Linked DNA regions of Mus musculus: region 1 is linked to region 2. Evidence: chromatin contacts called from public HiChIP or PLAC-seq data. All regions are on one chromosome and are shown on one strand. The core of a region is the stretch at or near the end of the contact, and the rest is flanking DNA. Distances in the headings are between cores, read along the strand shown. Region 1 overlaps Emilin2 (elastin microfibril interfacer 2). Region 2 overlaps Dlgap1 (DLG associated protein 1).

Region 1 (2,700 bases), core at 155-2,654, 490 kb after region 2:
CTGCCCATGTCACAGAGTTTCAGTACAGATGAACTGGGACTTCAAGGCTGGGGAAAGCCACCATCTCCAGTTGTTTCTCATAGTATATCAAATCCCTTATCCTAGCCACATCGTGTGGCACAACCAGATTCTGACCCTCTTTTCCCATGGCAGCCTCTCACCTTCTGTCTCACTGAAACACTTAGGTTTGCAACAGAACAAATCCATTCCTGTCCCAGAGCCTTCCGGACCATCTTCCTGCTAAATTAATTCTTGCTTCCCGTTATCTATCTATTCTGTTTTATCTTTCCTCGGGGTACTGATTGCTAACTAAAGTCAAACTTTCACCACCATGGCTGTTCTTCTTTTCCTCTAGAGTGTCAGATCCATGATGGCTGAGACAGGACAGAGCTTAGGAGAGATCTGCTAAATAATCTACTGAACCAGGTGTGGCGATACCTGTGACCTAGGAACTCAGGAGGTTGAGGTAGAACAATTACCATGAGTTCAAGGCCAGACTGGGATCTAGGTAAGAGAATAAGTGAATGAAACATGAATGAATGAATGAATGAATGAATGAATGAATGAATGAAAATGTAAAGAGTCAGGAGAGCTGCAGGCAAGAGCAATGAAATACTATAGTGATTACCTGCAATCCCAGGACTGGGGGGGGGGGGGGGAGGCAGGGAAATCTCAAGATCTAGTCATTCTAAGAATGAATGGTAATTAGTAGTAGTAGTAGTAGTAGTAGTAGTAGTAATAGTAGTAGTAGTAGTAGTAGTAGTTGTTCATTTTTCAGAAATTGTATACCCATCAGAGTCTCAGGAGATTCATATATATATATATACATACATACATATATATATATACACATATACATGTATGAGTTTATATATAAATATGTGTGTCCATATATGTGTGTGTGTATATATGAATGAGAGCCTTTTTTGCATATGAATCCTTTTTAAGCCCAGGCAAGAGCACATGCCTTGATAGGATACAAGAAAGACCCTCCTGAGGCCAGCTGCATAACTGAGTCCACCTATGGACCTCACAAGAGCAGACAATAGGAACCTGAGTTATATCTTGACCTGTCATCAAGCTGTACCTTAGGCCCAGTCCCCTCCTCCGGGCTGGTTCTAATTATGGGAGGAGGGACTCGCCGTGTCTCCCAATATGACAGTGTGTTACCCTTCAAAGGCTGGTTTGCTGTGACCAACAGAATGAATGAGGCAGAAGTGATTCCAAGCTACCTTGCCCCCGCCTGTCTGGACCACAGCTTTGCTTTCCATCTGTGGGCCGGTTGCCAGCTGTACCTAAGAGTGGCAGGATGTGAGGAAGCCCACGAGGACACATGTGGAGCAGGGCGACATGGAGGCTCACCACAACTCCAGGACCGTGGCCTACATGAACCTGATCCTTCCTCCAAACACAAAACACAGCTAAGAGGGTGACTCAGGCTGAGTACACAAGACAGCAGCAGAGCCTAGTTACCCTGCACAAGCCCTTGACCCAGGAATGACGGAAAATAACTACCATGGAGATTGGGGTAGGAGATTGCGCGGCAAAATATAACTCCTGTTCACACCAAAGTCTTCCCCCAAATGCCCCCTCTTCCTGCCTTTGAGTTCCACCCACTCCTCATTTATCCATTCACATTTCTTCTAGAAGTTTCTCTCATTCTCTCACCCCACTGCTCACCCTGCCATTTCTCTCAACTATGCTCAGTTATTACTTTCTTCAGCCTGAAGGCTCAGCCCTGTGCCTTTTCCCTTTGAGAAGCCCTGTGGGGATCCTAGTGAGGGGAACAGCCAGTTCTTGTGGCCCCTTTTGTTTGGCTCTCCGCCAGACTTTTGTATTCACATTTGCTACATACTAAGCCCCCATTTACTATGTCCAGGGGTGCACAGAGAGCTTGTGAGTCCACAGGCCCTTTGTACTGTAATACCTGCTCCTTCCTTGACTACAGACTGCATTGCCCCTCACAGATCTGAGGATGCTTTCTGAGGAGAGATGGCACGTGTGATCTCTGCACCCCTCAGAGAGTCTCACGTGCGGTTACAGTCGGTGCTTAGCAAATACTCTGTTGTCTTTTAACTGGTTGACATGTGACTTCAACCTTAGCTACAGGGTCACTCCAGATCCCAGGTCTCCTGGGCCTGTTGGCGCTGGAAGTCAGAGGACACCACTCACTTATTTTTGGCTCCTCTCCATCACAAGTTCTCCCAAGCCCACATGATCTGCACTCACAGCATGACCCCCAAACTGAAGGATGATACATGGAAACCGATTTGTCTCCAGACCTACCCGTCTCCAACTCCGCATAGACGAGCCTCAGAATGGACACAGATTCCCACGCTGTCCAGCACTGCCAATTAACTGGAAATATCTGGCTGTACCTATTATTGTAGAACCCAGTCCAGACAGCATTTTGACCACAAGGGACAATTACCCTCTGAACACATGGGACTCATGACCTTAACTCTACATTCCAGAGATACAGGGGCTGGGAGATCTGAGGTGGAGACTGTGACTGTGTACTACAGATAGCTAAGCCTGGGCACAGTGGCCAGTTCACAGCCGTGCTTGGCCCTGGTGACACTTTATCTATGAAATGAGCACCATGCTCTAGGACAAAGCCCAGAGCACAGCTGCCTGACTGCCATGAATTCTCCCCACACCTCATGAGGTTCCAGGATCTGGACGTGGCCTTCCCTCCCC
Region 2 (2,700 bases), core at 77-2,576:
CGAGATGGCTCAGCGGTTAAGAGCACTGACTGCTCTTCTGAAGGTCCTGAGTTCAAATCCCAGCAACCACATGGTGGCTCACAACCCCATAATGAGATCTGATGCCCTCTTCTGGTGTGTCTGAAGACAGCTACAGTGTACTTATATATAACAATAAATAAATCTTTAAAAAAAAAAAGGTTTAAGAACTACATGGTAAAAAAACACAAAAAACAAAAAACTACATGGTTAGATTTTAGTCATAGCAGTAACCCCACGTCTGAAACCAATTTTCTTTCTTTTTTTTTAAAGATTTGTTTATTATATGTAAGTACACTGTAGCTGTCTTTAGACACACCAGAAGAGGAAGTCATATCTTGTTATGGATGGTTGTGAGCCATCATGTGGTTGCTGGGATTTGAACTCAGGACCTTCGGAAGAGCAGTCAGTGCTCTTAACCACTGAGCCATCTCTCTAGCCCCCCCCTTTTTTAAAGATTTGTTTATTTATTATATGTAAGTACATGAAACCAATTTTCTGTATGACTTAAGTCTGCCTGCTTATTTATGTTGCTTTGATCAAAATATCTCAGAGATTGGCTTCAAGTAGCAAAGATTTGTTTTATGGTTTCAGGAGAATCAGTTCATGGCTGCTTGGTCCCATGTGCTTGGGCAGAGCATCACTGGACTGGAAACACGTGATACAGTTCTTCACCTGAGGCCGACAAGAATCAGAGGAATAAGGAATAGCAATTACCTTCAGTAGCCCCAGTGACCAAGCTCCCCAGCCACGGCCCTGCTTCCCAGAGTTTTTCTCACTGCACAAGTACTTCCTCCAGTACTTGTGCTAGTCAGACCATGAGCCTTGTTTCACAGTGAATGCTGTGTGAATTCAGACCTGTGAGCACTCAACGGAAAAGAAAGTCAGAATCTTTTCCTATATGTTTGTGGAAAGAGAATTGACACAGAGACACTTTGACTTACAAAACAAACAAACAAACAAAAAACTCCCCTGCTCTGTTTCACTTGCCACTTAGAGAGCCCCTGCCCCTTCTCCTACTGCAGCCCTCCCATTGTGCTTGGTACTTAGACCGTAAGAGTTTGCTGACTATAAACAAACATACAAAAAGATATCTTGGCATTAAAAACTTACAGGAATCAGTTGGTTCTCTGCACTGTATGGTTCCCAGGGATCCAACTTAGGTCATCAAGTGAGCCACCTCACCAGCCCCAAGTCCCTATTTTTCAGAATAAAAGAAAGAGCTCACAGCAGGCTCATGACTGGGCCGAACAAGCTCTAGAGAAGCCACACCACCGTTCTCTTTGACCACAATGACAGCCACTATAAGAGATTCCTCCTTTGATCACAAGTGACTTCATATTTACACAGGTGTAAATATTTGAGCGCTTAGTGATCTCAGCTAAACGAGATACTAAAACAAAAAGTAAAAAGCAAGAGAGGGGCCTGAGAAACAGAGGCCCGAGAAACAGCCACTTTAAGTCTAAGGCTACAATCCCTGCTTTGCCCTCCTAGAAATTCTGGGTTCAACACACTCCATACCATCTCCTTAAACAACCAAACAACCAGCACCCACCCTTCTCGGTTCTCTTTCCTTTGCTTAACAATGATGTAACCTAATCAGATCGTTCCTAGCACCTGAGTTTTAAAGGCGCGCCCTTCACAGGTTTCAAATTTCAAAAGCCTGAAGTCCAGCCTAAATCCAAGCTGACCTCAAATGTATGGCCCTTAATTCTACAGAGAGCCCCCCCCGCCCCCCGCCCACCCCTTCCTTTTCCTTTTCCCCTCCTCTCTGCCTCTCTTCCTTTCTTCTCTCCCTTCTATTTTCTCTCTTTCCATTTCTTCCTCTTTGCATGTATATTTTGTTTTTTAAAGATCATTTAGTTCTCAGAAAGCAAAGAGACTATGACTTTCACTTAAGCAAAGCTGTGCTAAAATATGTCAGTGAGACTGAAGTACTAGCTCAGCAGTTAAGACCATGAGCTCCTGTAGAGGGCCTAGGTTGGTCTCTTGCACCCACTCTTCACTTGGAAGCTCTGACTGGAAAGAGTACATTTTTCAGGGAGGCTTGACCTCAGTCTCCTGCCCCTTTCTTTTGTACTTTACTTTGTATAATGAGTTATGTTGGGTCTTTATCAGAAATGCTGCCAGCTCACAAATCACCAAGACTGCTGTGGCAGAGGGGAATACATTTTCAGATCCCACAAGAACCTTGACAGGAGCTTGGTGCAAAAGCCCCTAAGAAGAAAGAACGGCCTAAGAGTCACATTCTCAACTTAGTCGCCAGACTTAGTTCTGAAAGACAAGTGCTATGGAAGCAAAGGACTAAAGAGGATGACCAGAAACTGGGGGGGGGGGGGGGGGCGGGCGGACGACCTCTGCCCTGGTATGACTGAATTTGCCTCCCTAAAATGTCCACTTGGCTTGAACGTCACTGGACCGCCAGGCAGGTCCAGACAGCAAACAAATGTCAGCATAGAAAGGTAGCGCTGTAGGTGAGCACTTACCTAGTTCCTGCTTAGGCCTGGATTCAAACTCTCCAGCCTTCACACACACACCACACCACACCACACCACACCACACTGAAGATGGCGATGCTTAGCTGTTGCTCCTTTGTGTCGCCCCCCACCCCCTTTCTGCGCAAGAACCTGTAAGAGCATTTGAAAACTGTTACACATAGAAACATTGTGGCAACACTGTAGA

The links. HiChIP or PLAC-seq counts read pairs in DNA pulled down with a chosen protein or histone mark.
Region 1: a contact with region 2 is called in a FOXA1 HiChIP or PLAC-seq map of pancreatic cancer cells. The contact joins two enhancer-like sites.

The regions. Positions count from the first base shown.
Region 1 is chr17:71,266,162-71,268,861 of GRCm38.p6, forward strand. The region is part of intron 4 of Emilin2 (elastin microfibril interfacer 2); the gene reads right to left. Among named protein-coding and RNA genes, the nearest start is that of Emilin2, 43 kb to the right of the region's middle. Within about 2 kb of position 1,405, at least 33 of the 459 cell types and tissues checked have an H3K27ac peak or open chromatin away from gene starts, as enhancers often do. A contact at or near this core is called in pancreatic cancer cells, where this site is marked.
Region 2 is chr17:70,778,360-70,781,059 of GRCm38.p6, forward strand. The region is part of intron 8 of Dlgap1 (DLG associated protein 1); the gene reads left to right. All of the region lies in intron 3 of Gm41609 (predicted gene, 41609), which reads right to left. Among named protein-coding and RNA genes, the nearest start is that of Gm41609, 26 kb to the right of the region's middle. Within about 2 kb of position 1,327, at least 46 of the 459 cell types and tissues checked have an H3K27ac peak or open chromatin away from gene starts, as enhancers often do. A contact at or near this core is called in pancreatic cancer cells, where this site is marked.